2 separate regions of the Anas platyrhynchos genome follow, and region 1 is linked to region 2. Evidence: chromatin contacts called from public Hi-C data. All regions are on one chromosome and are shown on one strand. Each heading gives the region's core, a stretch centred on a gene start, on an enhancer-like site or on the middle of the called end of the contact. The rest is flanking DNA. Distances are from core to core; before and after follow the strand shown.

What was found. Hi-C and Micro-C count contacts between places; a contact is called where the count stands out from the background.
Region 1: a contact with region 2 is called in a Hi-C map of F5 follicle, with 3 times the contacts expected there. The contact joins two enhancer-like sites. A contact is called at or near these places in 3 of 8 Hi-C or Micro-C datasets (F1 follicle, F5 follicle and small yellow follicle).

Annotation. Positions count from the first base shown.
Region 1 is chr1:127,402,759-127,409,050 of IASCAAS_PekinDuck_T2T, reverse strand. It overlaps RAI2 (retinoic acid induced 2), which reads left to right. Exons shown (of 2, transcript XM_072029011.1): 2 at 1-287. Among named protein-coding and RNA genes, the nearest start is that of RAI2, 35 kb to the left of the region's middle. Within about 2 kb of position 2,205, at least 5 of the 8 cell types and tissues checked have an H3K27ac peak or open chromatin away from gene starts, as enhancers often do. A contact at or near this core is called in F1 follicle, F5 follicle and small yellow follicle, where this site is marked.
Region 2 is chr1:127,365,596-127,372,685 of IASCAAS_PekinDuck_T2T, reverse strand. SCML2 (Scm polycomb group protein like 2) reads right to left here. Exons shown (of 15, transcript XM_072028984.1): 7 at 5,953-6,196. Among named protein-coding and RNA genes, the nearest start is that of SCML2, 35 kb to the right of the region's middle. Within about 2 kb of position 4,100, at least 4 of the 8 cell types and tissues checked have an H3K27ac peak or open chromatin away from gene starts, as enhancers often do. A contact at or near this core is called in F1 follicle, F5 follicle and small yellow follicle, where this site is marked.

The DNA.
Region 1 (6,292 bases), core at 956-3,455, 38 kb before region 2:
TGGGGGAAGGGGGAGAGGAGCAGATGTAGAGTCCCTATAAGCTGGGTTTCTTTCCTTTTTTTTTTTTTGTTTTTGTTTTTGTTATTGAATTTTGACTTTTCACGGGAAACTGAATAAAAAGCAACCTATTTTTCAAGCAGATTGCACATTTTGCAGCTTTAATGGAGTAACGGATGAGTCAGAGGGGTAAGAGCTATTTTCACTGCCATGAAGTGCTTTGATGATGTAACTCTTCATAACGGCTAGAATGGAAATTTCGAAATAAATGTTTGTACGTGCTGACCGGCTGCGCTATCTCTGTCGTTTCGTTTCTGAAGGGCTTTCGCCACGCGGAAGGAGAAATCACATAATTTGTCCCAGCCTGACTATATACAGAAAAGTCGCTTATTGTTAGCTTTGCTGTTTGCTTTGATGGCTGAAGTCGATGCACGTCCTGGAGCAGACTGTGCAACCTCATGGGCTGACAGTGTACAAGCCGCCCACGTCAGTGGAGAAATGTGAATGTAGAATGCAAATAAATGGCCTGGGAGGTGATGGTTTGGCACTTGGTTTGTGGAAATCAGCTGGAGACGCCCTCCTGTATGCTGGCTGTTAAATTCAGGTGGCTCATGTCTAAAAACCCATCCCCAGGGAAGAGCAGCCACAAGAGCAGGAGAACAATTTGGGCGGGACACTGCCCATGTGCAGCTCTACCTGTTGGGTAGAAAAACTCCTTTTTATTATTTCTAATGCTGCGTTCCCAGAACAGTGCTGTCTGTGCAGAAGCAGCAGTTGCAAGCCCATCATCTGGGCAATGCGGCACACTGAGCGTGCCTTCCCTCACCCCTCTGCAGCCAAACTATTTCCAAAAGCCCCCTCCTGAGCAGCTTCGGGAAGGCCGCTGCAGTAGCTCTTGCAATGAGTTGGCCAAAGCAGCAGCCTCTGGCTTAGAAATCCCGTCCTCAGGCGCTGGCATCACCCCAAAATCTGTTGAAACGCGTGAGGAAGGTGCCAGCTCACTATCCAGAAAATGCCTCCGCCTTCCGAAGTCGGGAAGGGCACCACGCTGCTCTTCTTCTGGGCTGAGGTATCGCAGCCCTCTTGCTTAACATGAAAAATCAGGAATTTTCACATGGCAGGGATGCTACACGGCGTCAGATTCTGTCAAACTCCTGCTTTTTTAAATATTTTTAAAGCCTTTGTTTTTCCCCCAAAGCTGGCAGAACCGGAGACGTTCAGAAGAGCTTAAAGCGCTGACGGATTCATTAATGCTTTGTCATCTGACAGCAGCTTTTTAAATAACCCCGTTCCTAATTGAAAATGCTCGGCTACTTTGCTTTGCTCCTTCCAAGAAACGTCCCCGACGGCATGTCTCACTTCACGGCTGCTGCAGCGCAGAGGCAGAGGGTTTCTAAATCCCTTGGGACAGCTGTCCCCGCTCTCCCTGCCCCGCTGCCTCTGCGGGGCCGGGCTCAGAGCACCGAGATCTTCTGAAAAAGGAGGTTTGGGGTTTTTCCAGGGCTGTGCAGGGGCAGTGCCCCTCAGCGATGCTGGCTGCAGGTGCCCGCAGGTACCATTTGCTCCCACCATCTCTCGCGTGTGGAGCACGAGCCCCACATCCCCTCAGCATGGGGGAGAGGCACTTAATGACACCGAGATCCAGCACCTCCAGCTCCTCCTCGCTGCCAGCAGGTTACGGGTTTTGTGTCTCGGGCCATTAGTTTCCTTTAACTGCTTCTGAAAGTTGTGCGTGAGGAGAAGGCTGGGGAGCCGCGCGTGTGATATACGGGGCCTCCGCTGCTGGTGGCTCATAATGGAGACGTTAATGCCCCGCCTGATGTTGGGGGGAAAGTCATTAAGTGGTAATGGCAGCAGGAGGAGGATGTTTTACAGTGACGGGGGTGAGCCAGGTAGAGAGAGGAGCAGCGCAGCCCCCGGGACGTGCAGCACCAGCAGCAGGAGGGGAGGCGAGGTAGCTGAGACACGAGAGCAGGGGGAGAGGCTGAACGTCGCGTCAGGCACTCAACACAGCACAGATAAACCACACGCCAGATAAACCACCCCGTCCTGCACACCCCTGCAGAGGTTTGACCCACAGGACATCACCAAATTCATTCCATTCTTGCATGCTGAAGCTCGGATGGGCGCCGAGGTGGCCGCTGAGCGCCCAGGGGAGCGCCTCGGGCAGGCCGTGCCCCTCCGCTCCTCAGCACAGCGATCCGACAGCACGCCAGGGCTAGCGGCCCTGACCAAGGATCTCAGACAATGAAAGCAGCATAAATCAGCATTACATAATATCCCGGTGCCAGATGTTTGGGTTTCTCTCTGTGCTCAAGTTTATAAAAACACGCTGAAGCGCTCGGGCAAAGGCCTTCTGAGCTGGCTGGGACGGGGTCCTGCCTCCCTGCCTTCGGCCAGCCCACCACCACCACAGCAGTGATGTGACTTCGTGAAATTTGCTTTTTTACCCACCTTTCCCTTCTTTCAGTGCTTCCCCCCATGCTTACTAAAAGTTTCATTTCTCCTAGACGATGCCACAAGCTTGCCAGCGCTGGATGTGCAGCGCCCCACGGCCGCCCTGCGCACACAAACAAATCCCCTAATTCCAGCGCAGAAAACACATTTTCCACAGTTGTTAAAATCCCGGTATCCCACCCCTGCTAGGAAAATCCATTCCGCTGTTGAACCATCTGAAGCATTTCTACACATTTGGGGAGAAAAATTACTAACCGCTAAAATATTCAGCGCCGCTTCGCGGCCACGTCCCCCAGGCTCTCCTGGAACAGCAGCGTTAAGGTCTCAGCACGGAAATTACGGGGGTGCTTCCAAACAAAGCGGGGAAAATTCAACGAGCAAATGGCAGGATACGAGCTAATAAAAGGGAGCCTGCTTCCCAGGTAAAGCACCAGCTTTCGCTGTAAAGAAGTCGGTGTTTGTAGGGAGTGCTGGTAATGCAAACCGCATCCCCGCCAGCCCGTGCCCGGCCCCCCCGGCTCCCGGGATTACTAATGCTCCTCAGCCCGCAGCTGTCTGAGGACGGCCGCATTTTCTGCATTGTTTTAATATCATCCTTCTCACCACATCCTCCCCGACAGCGCTCCCATCCTTCTCTGCTTAAGAGCCGGAGATGATGGGCAGCGTTTTGTCCAGGCCTGGCACCTCACGGACCAGAGCTACCAAAGGGCAGGACACGGAACGAGGAGCTCCCTCCCGCTGGGAGAAGACGCCTAAAAGTGCAAAAAAAGCCCAAAAAGTCCCATCAGTAGGCACGGGAAAGCTACTAAAGGTGGGAGCTGCTGCTGCAGAAGTCATTTGCTGTCTGCTGAGACCTCATCAAAGGGAAGGGACTGAAACCCCACCTGCACCCCAGGCTGTAAAGGTATCGAGTGGATTTTGGTAAAATGTGCCCCTTCCAAACACCAGGTAGGTCTTTCCAAAGGGTTCGAGTACAGGATTGTTCCATTTTGCCTAAAACCAACAGCACTTCTGGTGGGAAACCAGTTCGCATGCTGGAGGTAAGCAGGATGGGCACTGCGGCTCCCGTGATAGCTGCCAGGAATCGTGCCAATAAAACCCAGGCAGTCAGGAGAGCTCGGATCTCGTGAAGCAGATGTTGGCGTCTGGTCAGATCGCTCCTACCCTGAACTCAGTCAACTAGACCGACAGGGACTACAGTGAGGGACAGTCTAGACATAATTAGGATATGAAGGCATGAAGTTGTATGAAATTAAACCCCATCCTGTGCTCCTCTGCGGGTGTGACCTGAAGAGAAATCACATCGAGAGCAAATTGGAAGCAGTGGCTCGTTCCATTAGGGAGAAGCAACTGAAGGACAGAACGAGAGGATGCCCCAGGAATCGCATAGGGAACCCAAGGACTCAGCCCATGCTTGCAGGTGAAATCTTCTCGAGAAGTCTTTGGCATGTGATGTTACTGACAGGCCCATGGGTTCTCCTTTAATCACACACCACAGCGCTCATGCTAAAGAGACACATTATGATTTGCAACTGGCGAACAGCAAACCAAAGGGAGAAAACCACCCATTTTGACACAAGATGAAATATTTCACACCCCTTCCATGGCTCAGAATGTTAACCTCTAACTCTCCGCCTTGAAATCCCAGGTCAAGTAGTCAAAAGACATGAGCTATGACTCAGCAATCCATCCAAACCTGAAACTGTGTGAGCTCATACCTCCACCTGGCTTCCTCCTCCTCCTCCGATTTTCCATTACTTCATTCTCCATATATTTTCCTTCCCATGTTCATTGCACACAAGCCGTATCACTCATCCCAGCCTTCCATTTCTGTTTTCTTTCAAAACATTTAATTTAATTCATTCAAAAACTTTCCCCAACCTGTTCATCTCCCATAACTACACACAAACCCAAAGACAGTTTACAATTAATGCACTACGGTGAACACAGAGATATATGGAAGCAATACGTTCCCTGTGGCTGAGCTGAGCACTCCTTGCTCCGGTCCTTTGAAAATACACAAAGCAGCGTTAAGTTAAAACACAGCAAAACAAAAAACCCACACCCACAAAGCAGCCACCGCTGCCCACTGTGCCTGATAAGCAAAAGCTACCATCTCAGGCAGGATTTTGGTGCATTGCTCAGGTGGGCCAAAGGCATCTCTGGGCTTGCAGTGGTGAAACAGAAGGAAAACAGATCCCCTGTGGAGAAGGGAAAGCAGCTCTCTGTAGAGCAAGCAAGGATCTCCAAGGAGGCCTCTGTATTTCTTCTAGGCCTTGGAGATCCAAGCAGCCTCCTTGGGACATGCACCTCAAAGCGCCGACCGATCTAGTAGCTCACCCCTAAAGCACAAGCATAAGCCAAAGCCAGACTAGAACTGAGCATTTATTTAATTTTGCTCTCCCCACTGCTGTGTTCATGCAAGCACACGCAATTAAAAGGCAGCCCGACGAACGGAAAGCTCTTTGCAGGCCACACCTTGAGTAGCAGAGCACTGCCTCGGGTGAGAGGCCTCTGCTCCTAGCACAGCACCATCAGCATTCCCAGGCAGCAACAGCACATTGCACTGGGATCATGCAGTCAAGATGCAGGGCCCTTCCCTTGTTTTTTCAAAACATGCAGGAGCAAGAAGCACGTGCCAAGACCCTTCCCTCAGAACAGAGGCTCTCCGGCAGGAGGGAGCCCTGCGCGGCTGCACCGCTCTGCAGAGATGGAAGCGGAGGGAAGAATTGTTCAGACCTGCCTGGGAGCTCCACTCCGATCTCAGCAGCATTAGCACAATCGCTTGGAGGAACACAGCACTGCCCTAACTCATAGGAAAACAACCCACATGTGAGAAAATGAGGAATCCAGTGAAATCCCAGCCTTTTGTGCTTGTGAAACAGACTGAGGTGCGCCATCGTTCACGGAGGTCTTCCCAGTGCCTCGCCAGTCCCCCTCAGCTCCCACCTGGGAGGGTGGATGAGCCTTTGTCTTTCCCATCCTTGACCTCACCGCTCAGACTGCCAGCGCAGGGTAATGGCAATTACCATGGTGGTTTTGTGGCGTATTCATTTCCTTCCAGCTGTCATAACTAGAAAGGAATCACTGGCAGGAGCGTGTTCCTGCCAGCTTCAAGCCGTACATCTGTTCACATTTGTCTGTTCGCACAACACGGGATGCGAGCTCCCTTTCCTCCTGCGCTGGCATCTGTCTGCTCACACGATTTGCCCTGGAAGGGCTTTGACTTCGGAGGCTGAAAAGTGAATCTCAGTGGATGAAAATGCCTTCGTGTATTTTAACAAGGCAAGAAGTGCCGGCGTGCAGCCTCCGCCATCAGCACTAAACAGTTCCACGGCAGGTAATGAAAGCTGGAATAAAACTAGCAGCAGCCCATAAAGCTAAGGGGAGAAGCAGCTCAGGAAGGACTCCTTAGATCATACAGCAGGGCTGGGAGACTCCGGAGCTGGTGGGAGCTGATTCTCATTCAGATGGGACAAATTACAGCTAATCAAAATGATCTGCTAGGACAAGGATGGATGATTCATGTAAGGGAGGGAGTTAAAAGCCTATCAGACCACTGTAATGGCATACTTGAAGCACATACAGGTCTCCCATCATCTCCACAGCCACAGCAGTAAGAATTTATTTAGGGCAAACAGGCAGAGGAGAACCTTTTAAGATATATGTGTTTGCTGTTTTAAAATTAATAATCTCTGGGGTTTCTGCTGTAAAAATGAATAAATAAATAAATCACAGCATAAAATGTCTCAAAGTTGCTGACTCAAAACACAGCGAGCTTACAACAGACCTCAGATTTTAAGATAAAGCCCCCAAATGGCTCTGCGTGATCTCAGAA
Region 2 (7,090 bases), core at 2,851-5,350:
TATCACTGCAGACAGCTTTTAGGAGGAGACCACATCATCACAGGCTGACTAGCACAGTGAAAGATGATCACTCTGGCAATAAATGCACGGAACTGGGAGAAAAGCAATGAGCTGACACACGGCGTGGAGGGGGAAAGAGAGGAGGGAAGGAAGGGGGCTAACGATAAAAGCTAGAGTGCTTCACTGCTTTTATTTAGATTACTACATCATCTTCCCTTGTTGACCAGGACTCTTTCCTGCAGAGCGCAGAGAGCAGTTCCTGCTTCACGATTTGCTGCATCACCTCGATCTGCCAGAGATCGAACTTCAGAAGACTGTGGTGGAGCAGATAACAGGGATCTACAAAAGCTGGTCCCTCTCCAGATGCAGCTCACACCTAAATGATAGATATAACTGCAATGAAATCAATCTTTGCAGATGTAACTACTTATTTCCTACATGGCTTGTCCCCACTTGTTCTTTTCTTCATTCTTCTTTGAGGAAGAGGTTTTGCTTACATTACAAATAAGAAGATGGGTTACCTAAACAATTGCCATTTACATGGAATGACTTAACAGTAAAACGAATTTTCACAGAAACAGCAAACCAAAATTGCTCCAACAATCTCCAGTCATCCTGCCTTCTATTTTAATCATAAGCCTCAGATACAAGCAGCTACAGTGCAATACAAAAATATTCTTAGGCATAGTAACAGCTCTCTGTTAGCCAACTGAGTAAAATAAAAATCAACATGTACAGCAGTTAAATAGAAAAGCATGAGAAGTTTGGCCCAGAAAAAGAGTTGATAGAAGAATATCCAAAAGATACCAAAGTTTAAAAAGCCTTTTTAAAACATATCAAAGGCAGAAGTTATATGGACCCAAGAGATGATCAAATTTCAGAACAAGCAATCACAGGCAGTAATGTTAAAGCAACAAGACTCAATGTTCTTCTTGCATTCACGTTCCCTCCAAGGAAGCTCACGCTAGTTCCCATATCAGAACCCCTCTTCACAGGGATTTCAAGCAAGTTCATGACATGAAGTACCAGTAGCAGAGGTCAGAAATCAGAGACAAAACAAACAATAGTGAGTTGGCAGGACAGACAGCCCTTAGATTAGGAAGGAAAAACGATGAAATGTCCAAGCTACTGACGGTACTGTGCAAGTTTGTCTCTAAAATTGCTTCAAATCCAAAGAGTTAAGGCACCTAAAATGTTAAAATGATGCTAACACTCCAGCCAGGAAGGCATGGACAGGACACCTGATGTGTGTACTGGGCAAGTTGCTAAAAAAATATTGTTTTAGCCATAGAACAGAGGTGGTGAACACAAAGATAAATACAATGAGCTGGGGGAGAACCGAACAGCTTTTATAGAGAAAAAGTCACGTCTCACAAACCCATCGTAACTTCTTTTTAAGGAGTCAACACATAAGCAGATGACTGAAAGTCAGCAAATGCAGTCTGTGAACTTGCATTTGACAAGATCACACACCACAGACAAACAAAAAAAAAAAACAGCAATAACAAAAAAAGCCTTAAGAACCCTTAAGTAACAGTGGAGGATATGAGAGAAGGTTCTTATGATACTTCTGAAGAAATTGTTAGAAAATACCAAGCAGTGTCCAGGAATAAATGGACATTTCCACAATCAAGAGGACTCTAGAGAAATCCTGATGAGATCTCTGCTTGGGCTTGTGCCATTTGAACCGTATATGATCTAGAACAAGAACAAAGCATGAAATGGCAACAGATGTTAAACAATTATATAGTTGGTAAAGAAAGATATTGCAAACTAAGCAGTTGCTCAGCAGATGAGGAAATAGAAGATGAAATTCAGTGTCAAGCAATTCAGAATGATCCAGTTTCTGTGACTAATGAAGCATCACAAAAGGGTCATCTTGGAATGAAAATAAATATTTCCAAGACAGTATTAATACATTGCTCAGCAGCAGTTCAAGATCCCAAATACAAATCTAGGAATAAGAGGAATAGAAAACAAAAGAAAAACCAGAACAATGCCACCAAGTCTTAGATACCTCGTGCACTTCTGGTTCCAGTGGCTCAAAAATGACAGCTCAACTGGAAGCTGTACAGAATAGCAAAGGTGATCAGTGGAATTAAACTGATCACATAACAAGGTAAAACAGAACAGGATTTTACAAGTTTGTAATAGAGACAGTTGCGGGAAGATGATAAACCATGGTGGATATGAAGAAAGCTGTTCGGGAATGGCCATTTCCTGACTCCTCCTGTACGAGAACTGGAGGCCCGGGAAGCTGTTTCAGTCCAAGAACTAGAGGGCAAAACATGAAACTAGCAGCAAGGAAAAAGCTATCTCCTCTTCCACACACCTCCCTGCTACAGGATGCTTTAGGAGCTAAAAGTTCATGTCTCCAAAACATAAGTGAACAGAAACAAACTCTTCCAGGAGGCACTCGGCATAAATTATTTGGGGCTTGGGCAGTGCTGGGCCATAGAGTGCCAGATATTAGGAACACATCTGCAAACCTCTCTCCTGCGTGCTTTTGCTTTTCTTCAAACATCTGCTTTCAGCCACTGCTGGAAAAAGCCTCCCGGAGCAGGTCCTTCACATTCGTCCAGCATAGATATTATCATGCCAACTTTTTTCACCAGCCATAGCTCACGCTGCTGTTCCTGTGTGACGAGTCATCTGTAAAAGCACTTAAGGGCCCAAGAGACTCGGAGAAAACAAGCTACTGCATCCTTAAAATATTAACCTTGGGCCAGCAGGTCAACCCAACATCAAGCACTGCTGTCAAACCACACATTACGTAAATTACTACTATCCTAGATATTTCTAAGGAATCCAGCTACAAAATCAGCTAAGTACAGCTTCTGCTCGTATAAACATTAAACAACTACATCTCATCCCACTAAGCACATGCCCTGACACCCAGCCAGGTCCAACCAAGTCACATCTGCTGGAAGGGACCAAAGACAAAGCATCAGCAAGAAGATTAAGGACTGAACATTAGAAAGTTGTTTTGGACTACTGTTTGTACCTACCTTCGTCATTTTATCTTCTATTGATCATGTCTTAGTTCTTGAGCTTATCTTTCTAAAACCAATGCGAGTTACAGAGCGCAAGGCTGAAGAGACCACATATCCTGTTTTGAATAAATTCACCAATATCTAAGAAGGCCGTGTACAAACTGTTCTTAAAAACAACCCATGACAGAGGGCCTACATTCTCTCTGGGCATCCTAAATGGCTAAGAGAGTAAACAGCTGCAATAAAATGTTCTCTAATTTTCAAATCATCTCCTTTACTGCAGTCTCTCTCTTGCTAAGTGCTAAATCAGACAACAAACACGTAAGTCTCATGGCAGGAAATTGTTGTCTTAGGTATGGATGAAAACTAAAGCATCATTTATCATTTTCATACTTAGATTACAGGATATTGTTTTTGCTTAGCGACTAAAATTTGTTTTGTTTTCAGCCCTTCACTAGTGATTTGCCACATTTAAATGACTTCAGGAAAAAAGGAGTTATAAAAAACCTGGAATATTTCACATAATACCAACTCTGAAATCTAAGCCACGCTCCGTCAATTTTTTTCACTCTCTACTGTTGCAATTCAAGACAGAAATACTAAACTAACCTGCAGGAAAAAAGTCTGGGCTACAACGATACCATAATATTTCAAGTGAATTCCTACAATATGTTATCTGTCATGCTTTCTTCCATAACAGGAGTAGTCAATGTTAATGTGACTTAATGAAGAATCCTGACAACATTATCAAATTTCTGAATTGAAATGACTTGATTACACTCTCCTTGAAGCTATTATTTACATTTTAATAAAGGACTCTCATTACAGTACTTTAATGGCTCAAAAGCAATCAAATAACAGTGAAATAAGTAACCTGAGAGCAAAAAATATTTCATCTAGCTATGTAAACTTGACAAATGCACGCCTGAAAAATAAGCACATGAAGCAAAATTTGAAGAAGAAACTTCCTGCTCTGAATGGGGAAAAAAAAGGACCACACAAAGTTTTAATAAAACTGCAGTTAACCTTGGAAACACTTTTAGAACTGCAAACAACAAAATCCTTGGCCTTCACCTTCCTGCTCCCACTTCTATCGCGTCTCTGAAGTTCTCCAGTTTTGACTACACTTCTGCAAGAACGTTGCCTTGGGTCTTATCAGTGCTTGAAGTGTCACTGTTTTTCATAAAAAGGGGATAGAATCCAGAAAGTGACATGGCTAGGTAATTTCAGCCTGCACCAGATTTGAACACACTCAGGAATTGTGTTTATTTTAATACCCAAACAACTGGAATATTTAATCAAATTTACTAACTAATTGTTATACAACCCTTTGATCTCTACCAAACACTAATCGGCCAAGAAGAATGTTGTACATGTTATCTCAAAACACTGCTGGGTTTCCAGCACTGAAACTGGAGTAGACTAAACAATTTCATAACGCTTCTTTCCAAAAGATACAACTGGAGTCAGCAAACTAAACAGTCATAAAAATATCTTCTAAAAAATTTACATCACTTATTTACACGGCCCCTTTCCTATAAAGCCATTTTATTTCTCCATAGCTGACATAATTAACTTACCATAATAACACACCTCATTCGGGACTTCTCAAGACAAAGTCACCCTTCTGAAGAAGCTGAGCTGTGCACTTTACACATTGGGAACACACACCCATCGGGCTGCAGTCAGTTTGGGACCCACTATATCATTTTGGTCAAATGTAGACTGTCCTCAACTCCCTTTCCCATGCCTTCTCACTGCAGGTTTGTACCTGCACATCTTGGATCTGTCCGTACAGCTCCACACACCATTGCTCCCTCGCTGAAATCTGCTGCTATGGACTAAACTAGATCAGTTACTGTGACCCGATAACTGCGGACAGTATTACTGAGGGGCAGGTGAGGACAAGGACACAGAGGAATCAAACAGCTGAGAAAGGGACTCTGAACTCATCTCAGCTAGGTCTTCCATGACCGGTTGACAAGGGACTGAGAAAAATAACAGGCAGGAAGAAAGCAGCAGGAATGACTGATTTCTTCCCTTCTTTGGCACCTCTTGTGGGAGTTCTGTGATACCAGTTTGCTTGTTCCTTACCTAGCAGCAGCTATGAAAGTGCTCACCATTAGAACAGCTCGCTCTGGTCAAAGGTATTGAAGTGTTTAACTAAAACACAGTTTCCTTCTTTAAAAACCTCTTTTTCATTCAAATCGGAAGAGGGCAAGGGTAAAAGAGCCCAAAGAGTTTGGCAGAAAAACCTTGCATTACAGAAATGTGACAGAGTAGGAGAGGGATTACATTCAGGGTATTTCTCTTTATTCTGTTTCTGACTTTCTAGGGTAGGTGGCTTCAGATTATAAAACAAGGTGGCCATTACTTAAGAGGACTCTATAACCATTAAGTACAAATATTCATAAAGGTATGAGGATGATAAAGCATTCAGAAGAGGCAGCTACAAGACAGAATTTTGCGAGTGTGAAGCAAAAGCCTCCTAAATATATATTTTAAACCTTCAACCTTCACAGAAGCAAAGTTGCCCTAATATTCTCTTCTTTAAAAGATTATTTTACTTTATTTTCTTAGCGGTTAGCTTAATGTAAAGTGCTGCTGCAGAGAATATATTGGTATTGTTAAACAGGAGCATCTATCTACAATACAAACGGCAAAACTAGTTTAGGTCCAAGATTTTTCACAATCCCAGGAAAATTCAAGATTATCAAAAGCCCTTCAATGGTAGAATATTAAATAAAATGTTTCCAGAGTTACTACAAACAGACAAACCTGTTTCCCAGAAACTATCCTATTAGCTTTAAAATACGTAAAGAAAATTCAACAATATTTCGTCCTCATCAACTGCTCGCAAATCAAATATCCAGTCTTATCTGCATACAGCCAGCTGGTTTTTAAAATTCTGCTGTAATTGAGGGGAAAAACAATTAAGCAATATTATTAGTCATCTTACCATTGTTCCCTGGTGGTTGTAATGCATCTCCTGTCAAGCTACACCATCCAACTGGGAAAATATCTCGAGAATCACATCTGCACCAATAGTCAAATGCTCCTCTCCAGCCATCAAACGTAACAAAAACTTCATCTCCTTTCACATCTCCAATGGTTGCTGGGCAAATCAAGTACGGGTTCTTTCTATCTATAGCTTCAAGTTTCATTCCAACTTTAAAGCAGTTTGTCACAGGTTTTGGTGGTTCCTACAATAGTAAGATTGGTAGAATATTTGTATTTGTATGACCCTTTAAAAATAATAATAATAAAAAAAAACAACAACAGGAAACCTATTTTTTCTTCAACATTTTTATTTCTTATACTCACTACTCTCAAGAAGTTATAACAGACATTCGAAAAAACTTACTGATGCTGAAAACTTGCATTTGCTTTTTATCTTCTGTGTTATAAAAATCTAGATTCTATTCCCACAAACACGGTTGGGATAATTAGCAAAATTCCCCATGGCAGCCAGGCTGTGCTGGAAGTATTTACATAAGCAATGGGTTGCACCCAATACATTATGCCTCGGCAGCAAGACAGCAAAGACACCACGATGAAATCATTACATGCTAATAAGGAAGAGAAGGTTTGCAGGGAATGGGAATTTCTGGGGACTGATAACTGTCTGGTAAAAGCTTCACCTCTCAATTAGTCCATGAAAAATTCATTAGTACTGGACGTTATTTATAGGCCTCTGGTAACTAAGCCTGCCTTAGACCAATTCCAAATGGACAAAAGAGAACCAGAAATAAAGTCAACGTGACCAGCAGAAGCGTACCCTCACTGCCGAGCTTGTGACCCAAGGGAACCCAAATGACCACCTCAGCCTCAGGAACCTCATTCCCCAAAAATGATCTCAGACATACTGATAGGCCAGCACAGGAAGTATGATTCATCACAGCCCCAAAAATTACAATAAGTTAACATGTAAGCAATGTGGCTGCAGGCCTGAAACCAACTCCTTGATTTACTGACATACTTCTGAATGTCGTTCTCAGTATCAGAAATGAAGACATCCAATGTGACAGCATCACAACAAAACCACATTAATATTACTATTGTTTTCATAAATTGTTTTTCATGTTTCACAGTAGTTT